2 separate regions of the Gossypium raimondii genome follow, and region 1 is linked to region 2. The links are chromatin contacts, called in public Hi-C maps. All regions are on one chromosome and are shown on one strand. The core of a region is the stretch at or near the end of the contact, and the rest is flanking DNA. Distances in the headings are between cores, read along the strand shown. Region 1 holds the start of LOC105791886 (26S proteasome non-ATPase regulatory subunit 13 homolog B). Region 2 holds the start of LOC105791870 (DNA (cytosine-5)-methyltransferase CMT2).

Evidence for each region. A called contact is a pair of places that touch in the nucleus more often than the background predicts.
Region 1: a Hi-C map of leaf shows a contact between it and region 2, with 2.0 times the contacts expected there. The contact joins the promoter of LOC105791886 here to the promoter of LOC105791870 in region 2. A contact is called at or near these places in 2 of 2 Hi-C or Micro-C datasets (both in leaf).

What each region holds. Positions count from the first base shown.
Region 1 is chr8:49,580,095-49,585,007 of ASM2569854v1, forward strand. It overlaps LOC105791886 (26S proteasome non-ATPase regulatory subunit 13 homolog B), which reads left to right and starts at 2,257. Exons shown (of 6, transcript XM_012620176.2): 1 at 2,257-2,572; 2 at 3,900-4,346; 3 at 4,772-4,852. The coding sequence starts at 2,423.
Region 2 is chr8:49,383,801-49,388,931 of ASM2569854v1, forward strand. It overlaps LOC105791870 (DNA (cytosine-5)-methyltransferase CMT2), which reads right to left and starts at 2,441. Exons shown (of 22, transcript XM_012620142.2): 1 at 1,670-2,441; 2 at 1,035-1,078; 3 at 151-916. The coding sequence starts at 2,119.

The DNA.
Region 1 (4,913 bases), core at 1,007-3,506, 200 kb after region 2:
CAAAGTTTTCTATTTTCGACATTAAGACATTAATTATTTAATTAGGTACCAATTTTTGGGCGTTACGAGAGTGTTAATCCTTCCTCGTACGTAACCGACTCTCGAACCCATTTTTCTGAATTTCATGGACCAAAATTGTTGTTTTAATAAAGTCAAATTGCTTATTAAAAATAATCACTTTTTGAGGTGACCCGATCACACCTAAATAAAAAGGATCGGTGGCGACTCCCATTTTTATTTTTTTTAAAATCCAAGTCAACCCCGTTTTTCAAAATAAAAATGATGTCAACACATAAATTACTTTGTTTCTTTGCACCCTATTTTCCATAATATAAGTTGCCAACCCTATAAGCTCATTTGACACAAATTATTTGCCTCATAGTGTAAGTTTCATGATTTGTAGGATCCTTTCTTTCACTTAGCTTATACTGATTTCCCCGGTGCGAATCTTGTATTGTGAGCCAAACCACACTATTTCGACAAAATTACATTCTCCAAAAAGATGCTTTCCATCCTCTTCAATTTTAACATTAAAATAATAATTTGTAAGAATTTATTAATATTATTATTTATGTTATAATATATTAATATTAACATTCAAATCATGATGAATTTTTATATTATTTTAATATTAATTTTTTAAAATTAAATAACATTAATGTAACTAATTCTAAATTAATTAAATATTTTTTAAAATATTTATAATTACATTATTTTTAAATTTATTAAATATTTTTTTGAAGAAATTCATTAAAAATTAAAAAAAACCTAATATTATAAAAAAGAAAAAAAAGTGCATTGTATATGAATACAAACTAGTTTTGACTTTAAATAAGGAACTCTACACCAAAAGGAACGACCAAGAATCAGCAAACGGAGAGAAATTTCCAAAACTTCCAAGTCCTCAAACGGAGAAAATAAGTGCAGCTTTAAAATTGAACCAAAGCTGTCTGCTCACGTGGAGCAGTTGACATTTATTTGTTTGTGGGATTAATTGCTTGCAAGGTTCATCTATGTTTGGCATGTTTACAATCAGGTCTTTTTCTTCGTTTAGCACTTTTTTTTTTTTTAAATCTAGTTTCAAATTTAATTAATTTTGTTTATCTGGTTTCTGCTTCATTATTCAATTTTTTATTTATTTCATTCTTGGTTAATTATTTTTTCTTGATGAAATTTATATGTTACAGGGATTATTAATTGTTCATTAATGCCCAAGCATATTTAGCGTTGTTTTTTATTTCATATTTGGTTTTGAACCTTGTTTAATATCTATGTTAATCTTCTGTTTGATTTCTTAATTGAAGTCATTAATTTATGAAACTTTGGTTAAATAACTTAGAAAGCCCTAATAAAAATGTCATATAGTTTCTTTGCAATACTGAACTTCCAAACCAAACCCAGTATATCAAATCTATTTTTCTGGCTAACCACAATAATCTTAAATTGGTCACCGGTTCGGATATAAAATTTTAAGCTTATTTTTTAAGTTTGGGTTCAGCTCAGCTCGAAAAATAGACCTAAAAGTTCACTCAAACTTGACTCAAATTAAAAATGCTAAAATTGAGTCTTACCCGCCTGTATTAATTTTTTTAGATTATTTTTTATATAAAATAAATTTTAAAAATATAATACGTTAAATACACTAAAAATATTAAAATAAATATTTCTCAATAAATTGAAAACATATTTAAAAAAGTTTATATTTAAATAACATTAAAATAATTATAACTTAACAAACAAATACCTTAAAATAATAACAAAATTAAGAATAAAATAAAAGTTATACAACATCTAAATAATGAAAACAAAATAATAGTAATATAATAATAAAATAGTAGTAAAACAAACAACGAATCAAAAATAAAACAGCTGATTCAAGGCACGGACCAAAAATTGTACCATTTAAGCCATTTTTGGACTTATATTTTTTTCTCTTTTTGAACTCTAATCCTAACGTTACTTATATTTTCATATCTAACTTGTTAGGAACTTTTTCAAATCGTGATGACAATTACAATAATTATCTAATCTTACTGCACATATGAAATCATAAAGAATTACAACAAAATCCTAAAATCCAAATTTTAGTTTTTGCCCTGAATTACTAGCTTAATGGAAGGCCAAATCATTTGTGCAAAAACAATATAATGAAACACGGAAAAGCAAAGCCCATTATGAACCAAAGTCTTAAATGATCCGACCCACACCACAAGCCGACCCGACATATAATTTTCCCTTTTTTGGGTATGTTTTTTTTCTATTCCTTCGGTCGATTGAGCTGACGGCTTTTCTTTGTTTTCCCCTTCAGAATTCATATAGATACAGAGAACCAAAGTTGAAAAAAAAGAACATACGCATCTAAATCTTTAAGGCTTCAGCTTCTCTTTCTCTGTTTCGACTCTGTGGAGTAAATTTGGGATCGATGGCGGCCTTGCAATACCTAGACTCTCTTCGAAATGAGCATCCAGAGCTAGCCGACTGGTATAATTCTCTTGCAGATCTGTATCAAAAGAAGCTCTGGCATCAGCTCACTCTCAAGCTTGAGCAGTTCGTTGGTCTCACCGTCTTCCAGGTCTCTCTCTCTCTATGTATATATATTCCGTGTTGTTTGGGTTTAGAGTTCGTAGATCTCTTTTATATTATGGTTTTAAGAATTTAGGAGTTAGGGTTTTTGAATGGAGCTGGTTACTTTTTTCTTTTCTTTTTGTTTTTCCCCTAGGGGTTTATAGTAGAATTTGGATCTCATTGTCGAGGATTTATTAGGGTTTTTAATACTACTCTTACCATTTTGTTTTTTATTTTACTTTTTACTATTTAGTCTTAAATTTGAAACGAAATAAATAAGAATTGTTTATACTTTATTGCTTTGATGTTCAACAACTCGGAGCTTATTAAAGAAAGTATACTCACTTGGGTTTTGCCTTTAATTTTTTTATTGTAATGTTTTTGCATAGAATTGTTGCTAACTTGCAGTAAAAAAAGAATTAGTGGAAATCTTCAGTTTCCATGAATTATATGCTGGATAAAGTACATGAATAACAATAATTAGCATCTAAAGCTCTGGCATGTTTATTTTAGGGCAAAATTCTTCTCTGAATTGTAGAAATTTGAAGTGTGGTGATGTTATGTAACTTAGGGATGGCAATGGATAATGCGGATTGGGATATTTGTGGACATCCAACTTGCTTTTTATAGATTCAAATATTGTGGATTCTGATAATATTCAGATTCAGAAATTCTAATTACTATCCCAGCTATTCAAAGCTGATGCAGATTTTAACATTCGGTATTCATTATCCGAATCCACTTTACTTTCACTGGTAATGGATGTGGATTTGGATAATAGGTATGCGAATTCACTTTACGAATATGAATAACGATTCGGATATCCAAATCCATTATCCTTTTTACTTTTTGAAATTTTTATTTAAAAAACATTTTTGTACTTATTTAGCCAAGTCTGTTATTTGACTAATAATTTAATTAATTTGATTTCAGATTTGGATAGTAATACTCATATTTAAGCTGCTTATAATGATTTGGATTTTAAAGCAGATTTGCGGACTCGAATCCAAATTTTACTGAAATTACAGATATCTAACCCGTTGCCATCCCTAGTTATGTTCCTTTACACCTCTTGTTTTCGTAGAGTACATCTGGAAATTTCAGTTGTGGTTTCCTACTGCTCTCGTGTCCCTCAGTGAATAATGCATGGATAACTAATCTGAAGTGTGGTTTACTTGATCATTTTCATTTACAAGAAACTCGGCTTTCTATTTGTTTTAGTGATTCATATGTACGTAAATAATATGGTAGCAAATGAACTAATTGCACCCCATGTGCTAGATATTGGCTAGGTCATCTAACTTCCTATGGCACTTGTTTCTCGCAAATTTCAGGCTGGAGATGCATTGATAAAGTTGTATCGTAACTTTATCACTGACTTTGAGACGAAGATTAATCCTCTCAAGCTTGCACATTTCGCTGTTATAGTTTCTCAGCAGTACGCAGAGAAAGAGGCTGCTATTAGTTTCCTTGAAGGGGTGATTGAAAAGCTTCAGGCTACTAAGGAGCAGCGCATAGAAGAGCCAATTCTTTATATTAAGATGCAAATTTCCAAATTCAAGCTTGAGCAAGGTGATCAAAAGGAGTGCAAGAAACTTCTTGAAGATGGGAAGAGTACCCTTGACAGTATGACTGACATAGATCCATCTGTATATGCTACCTATTACTGGGTTTCATCTCAATACCATAAATTTCGCCAAGAATTTGCTGAGTTCTACAGAAGTGCTCTCCTTTATCTTGCATACACATCAGTGGAGTCTCTCTCAGAATCTTTTAAGCTGGTATGTTTCTATGTGTTCTCTGCCAGTCCAATAGTACTGCCTTGTGATATTATTGGAGCTCATTAAGTTTACTCTTTTTTCTGTTTTTTAATATATTTTAGGCTGTGTAGAGTTGAATATGGTTATTGGAAGTCTAACACTGTACCAACAAGCCATTTTACTCATATCAAGCTTTTATGTTAAAAGTTCTTGTTATTCAGAGTCCCCCTGCTTTTTTTTTCTTGTAATTATCATTTTATCAACCTATTCATCTAACAGCAGTGCCTCCGAAGTCTGATGGCTGATGTGCTTAAATATTCTGTTTTCCAGCCCCTTACACCCCAGTCATAATATTGATGGAAATAAATGAACTAAAGAAATTGCTAGGAATATATTTGTCCATTGACTTCATTTCATTTAATTTTATTTGAACTCTTTTGATATAGGATTTGGCATTTGATCTGTCCCTTTCTGCTCTTTTGGGAGATAACATCTACAACTTTGGAGAACTCCTTGCTCATCCAATTGTAAGCATATATTTATCAAGTTTCTTAAATTCACTATATATTGCAACTGGTCCAATTGTTA
Region 2 (5,131 bases), core at 1,191-3,690:
TGCCAGATAATGCTCAAACAAGATAAAGGGATATCAGAATGGACAGAAAAGGAAAGAGAGGCAAAATAAAGTAAAAACTTATGGTCACTGCTTCAATCAGCCTAATCAATCAAAGAAATAGCATTTGACAGTGTAATTCATATCAACCACCTTCATTTCATATCGCCAACGCCACCTTTCTTGAGCTTCGTCATCCGGGATTGGATTGCCTATAAATATAACATCAGTCTTGGATTGGCTCTTCTTCTTTCCTGAAAGAGACGAGCCCTTGGCTTTCTTTGAGAATGTTTCATCTGAGGTTCCCATATCTGATTCTGCTGATGAGATCTTAAATTTCTTGGAAGGCTGTTCATCACATGAATTGGATAATCTATTGGAAGAAGAGTTTACTTTAGCACTATCACCTTCAGCCAATAATGTAGAAAGTGAGGAAGGTGTTTTCAACTGCTTTTCATCAGACATTTCCCTCCTATGTTCTCTAAAAGATGCATTACTGTCGCCATTTTCTGTTGCGTGCATGGAACTGGGAGAAATTCCCAAGAGCTTCTCTTCAGAAAAGACCACTTCATCCATATCCAATCTTCTAACAGAGATATCACTGCTACCATTTTTAGTAGCCTGGCTAAATTTCAGAGATCTTCTTAACTGCCTTTCAATAATAAGCCTTAAGTTTGTCTCATTATGCCTTAAAGGAAAAGTTCCTTTATCCGCTTCCTCGGTCTTTGACAGACATAATCGCTTGCCGTTCAACTTTCCAGAAGATCTTGTTTCAGAGTAGGAACCTTTGTCAGAGGATTTAAAAATAGTTTTTGATGCGCGACCTTTGGTTTCAGGTGGGGCCGAAGTCAATCGTGGAGATCTCCTCAACCCCATTCCATTGGTTCTTTCAATATTCATGATTTTTGCCCCTTTATTTCTACCGACACAAAAAAATAGCATAAAAAGAAAGATCAGGAACACACAGTGTAGAGCAAGGTTGACCATGTCATATTACTAAAATGCACCAATGAAAGAAATTAGCAATTGCTACTCACTTTAACTTGAACCGTTGACTTTTTGAGCTTCGACTCTGCATAACCTATGAACAAGAATCCACACAAATGAATCAGGTAAGTTGCATACCTCTAAAAAAGCCTTCATCTTTGACTTGTAAAGCATTTGAAAAAAACCCACAAGAAATATAGCAGCAGAAAATCAAAGCCATTTATTAGACGAATTAAGAAGCCATAAATGTGACCCACATTTACATGTATTATTTTTTAATTTACGTTGACCCAAATAGAACTACAATTAAAGCCTTAATTACAACTGAAACCGTCTTCTTAGATAATATAAAAATAGAGAAATCCTTCCAAAAAATATAGAGGAAGATTTTATTACCGGGAAAAAAAAAAAGACTTAATACTTTAGCTCGATGAATAGGGGCCAACACACCTAGCTGCTAAACTTACTACGCCGAAATATCTAGTGCCTGTTTACCGAACCCAACCAAGAAGGCTGGACGCATAATCCCTTAAGGCAACAACTATGGCAGACCTCCTAGCTTACCTTAATTTACAGCCCAATGTGTTAAACATATTTCTTCTTTATTTTCAGAATAAATTTAGAAAATCTCGATGGAAAATTAAATTCTTAAGTTAGTGGAAAAACAAAAAAGCAATGGCGTTACCTTCGCGGAAAGAGAGAGGACTTTTTTATTTTCAGCGGCAGCTGAAATGGTAGTAAATCTTGGCGACCTTCTAAGATTCTTACCCTCTACAGTTGTACTTTCCTTAATTTTCCTTTTACAACCTTCAGTTTCTAAACTCACAATGGCCTTGGGCCTCACATTTGCGCTCTCCCTAACGAACAACGCTGAATTTCTGGGCGACCTTCTCAGGCATCTCTCAAGCACCGTTTCTATATCGGATTTCCTCGAAAAAACACTCCGAATTGGAAGTAACTGAAAGATACTGGCGGATCTTCTCGGTAGAAGCTTGTTATCATCGGCGCCGGCGGCAATTTCTTCCGGGACGCAAATCTCTAGAGGCAATGGCTGCTCCACATTATCGTCTCCGGTTGTGACCAAAGTAAGAGACTGAGATTTGGAATCAGAGTCGGAATTTTCTGTTGGCTCCATAAATGCGACAAAAAAAAAAGGCAATTTCGATAATTTCGAAGATAAAACAAGATTTGAAACCAAACAGAAAAACAAAAAAATTCAAATGTGGATGGAAGAGTGAAGGTGGAGCATAAGGGGAACCGCGGGAGGCCACTGCATCGGTAAGTGCAGAAACTGAGTTCACTTTGCCTCACTCCATACGATCTACACTGCACTCCAGCTTTTGGGAGTTCAGACAAGGAAAAACGTTGTTTCTTTTATTTGAAAAAGATAAATTACGGGATTGATGTGTTTAAATCTGTGCTGTTGAAGGCTTGTACGTTTTGAGAATGGGTTATCAGATCAATCAGAGCGCACAATTATGAAAAGCAAGCACGCATTGGTCACTTTAGATATGATCGTATTTATTTTTAACTATGTTACGCCATTTATGATAAATAGAAAAAATAGATTATATAATATTTACGACAAAACATTTATTTAATTTTTTTATAAAAATTAAGATTTTGTTGAAATGGTGAAGGTAAGTATAAAAAAACTATGACGTATTAAATTTAATTTTAATTTTTTAAGATTCTACGTAAAAATATAAAATGAATAAAATATATTTATAGAAATGTTTGGTACTTTATAAAAAATAATTTTGATAGTTCCTCAATTGAATTAGAATTTAGTTAACAAGTGATATCAACTAAATCAGTCATTTAAATAATAATTAGAAATCCTATAATATGTAGAGGCGAGTATTCGATCCAATCAAGTGAAAATTTTTTTGAATTAATTGAGTTGACGAGTCTTATTTTATCGTCCTAACTCGATTTGAATTTTTTTTTCGAGTAGAATCGAATCGAGTGAAATTATTCGAGTTGAATTAAAAAATTAAACATGTCAAATTAAAATATTGTTACAGTATAACTAATTCTATGTTATAACACATAAATTTGAAACAATATATATTTAAAAACTTTTTTCAAAGCAAAATAAAAATATATGTTTTAGTATGCTAAACTTGAATCATTAATTTACTTATTTAGGTTCACAAAATTATTATTCTAGAATTTTATAATTTTTAATAAATATAAATTTTAGAATTTTTATAAATATTTTGAATTTTAAAATTTATTTTGAATTTTTGTAATTTTGTTGAGAGAGACCAATTTTCTCATTTTCTAACTTGGCAAGGACCAAAAGGGTATTTGCACCAATTTGTTATTTGAATTATTCAAGTTATGTAAATTGTAAAATTCAACTTGATTCAAACTCGAAACTCAAATTATTTATTTGAGTTGACTCTAATAATTCAAATAACTCAATTCGATTAACTCAAAATTCGAATTTTTTTCAAATCGAATTAAGTTTTGTTCACCCCTAATCACATGTGGATGTAGGTTGAAACAACAATTAATAATATATGAAATATGTACGATTTATACAAATATTTAACAATTTTATATGACAAATATATTTATTAAAGTTTGATAAACTTTTGTCTGGTAGATGAGCTAATAGTAGTTTAGTGGAACTACGGCTGTTACATCAAGTTTTGGGTCGAAAATGGCAAATTTGTATCCGGCATATCCGGTAAACTCTTAATGGTGTTGCTAATCACATGACTAAATGTGCTGATACAAGTAGCTCTTTGATACGTTTATTTAGATCCCTACAAGCTTTGGTCATGAACTTGTTGGAAAGAGATCGCAACATGTCTATTTACTCTTGATTATGATTTTATCTAGTGTAATCGCTTAATACTGTCCTTTTCTATAAAAAAAGTATATGCATAGCGTCATTGGTTCAAATATCATTATGGACTTTATCAAGAAAAAAAAACCTCATTATAGACAATTTTTTTTTATAAAAAGTAAAAAATACTCACAAAATCATTTAAATTACTTTACAAATATTTTTATATAGTTTCTTAATTGAATTGAGATCGAGATGGATGACACCAAGTTAATAAATAACTTTATAAATAGTATAAATATAATTTTTATTTATAAAATTACTAAAATCTTAATTAAAATTTAGTTAGAATGATAAAACTTATATCTATGAATATCTAGATTTTCTATTCTCAAGTCTCTAAATGAGTTTTTCTAAATTAACTATGGATTTAAATTATTTTTATAGATTCTATATAAAAATAAAATCACTCAAAATAATATTTACTGATGAATTAATATTTAATTAATCTATAACATCAACTCAAACAAATCAATTAATAATTGTATATAGGCACAATATAAATTTATAATTTTTCTACATCAATAACCAATTATATGGATAACAAATTGCAATATGATACTTCGATGAAAATATTTATAAATAAGAGATGGATCCACTTACATTGGTGTAAAATTAAAATTGTTTTACACCCTTTTATATTTTTCCATACAGTTTGGTTGAGCAGGTTTGAACTTAGGAGATGACATTGTTGGGAGAGATAGCCACGAACCCCAAATATGGACCATAAAACAGACTTGCATGGTACCAAAAAAAGTATCTTTTCATACAATTAATATTTTAACGATCCAATCGTTAAATTTATCAATATAATTATACTTGACTTGCACATAATATTTTAAATCAAATCAATATTGATCTAAAATATTGTCTATATTAGTATATACATTTAACGGTTGAAAGTTTTTACATAAAAATAGATTGAAATTTTAATTTTTTTCAAACTTAACCTACAAAATCTATAAAAATAGAACATAAAACATAAAATATCAATAAAATTAGAGAAAATATAAAATCACTTTAATTTTACAATTATAACCAATAAATTCATGGGAAAAGTGTAAAATCTCTCCCTATGTTTACAATCATAAGTAATTAAATTTACTAATAACATCAACCTACCTAATATAAATGTTGGCTCTATACATTGGGCAGGATCTTCAATGTTCAAAATTCAAAGTGAGCTTTATAATTTAATATTCAAATAATTTCTTTTGGCCGTCATATTGAATCAACTAAATTTATTTTATCACATTTGAAAATCTACTCTATACATTAAAAATATCC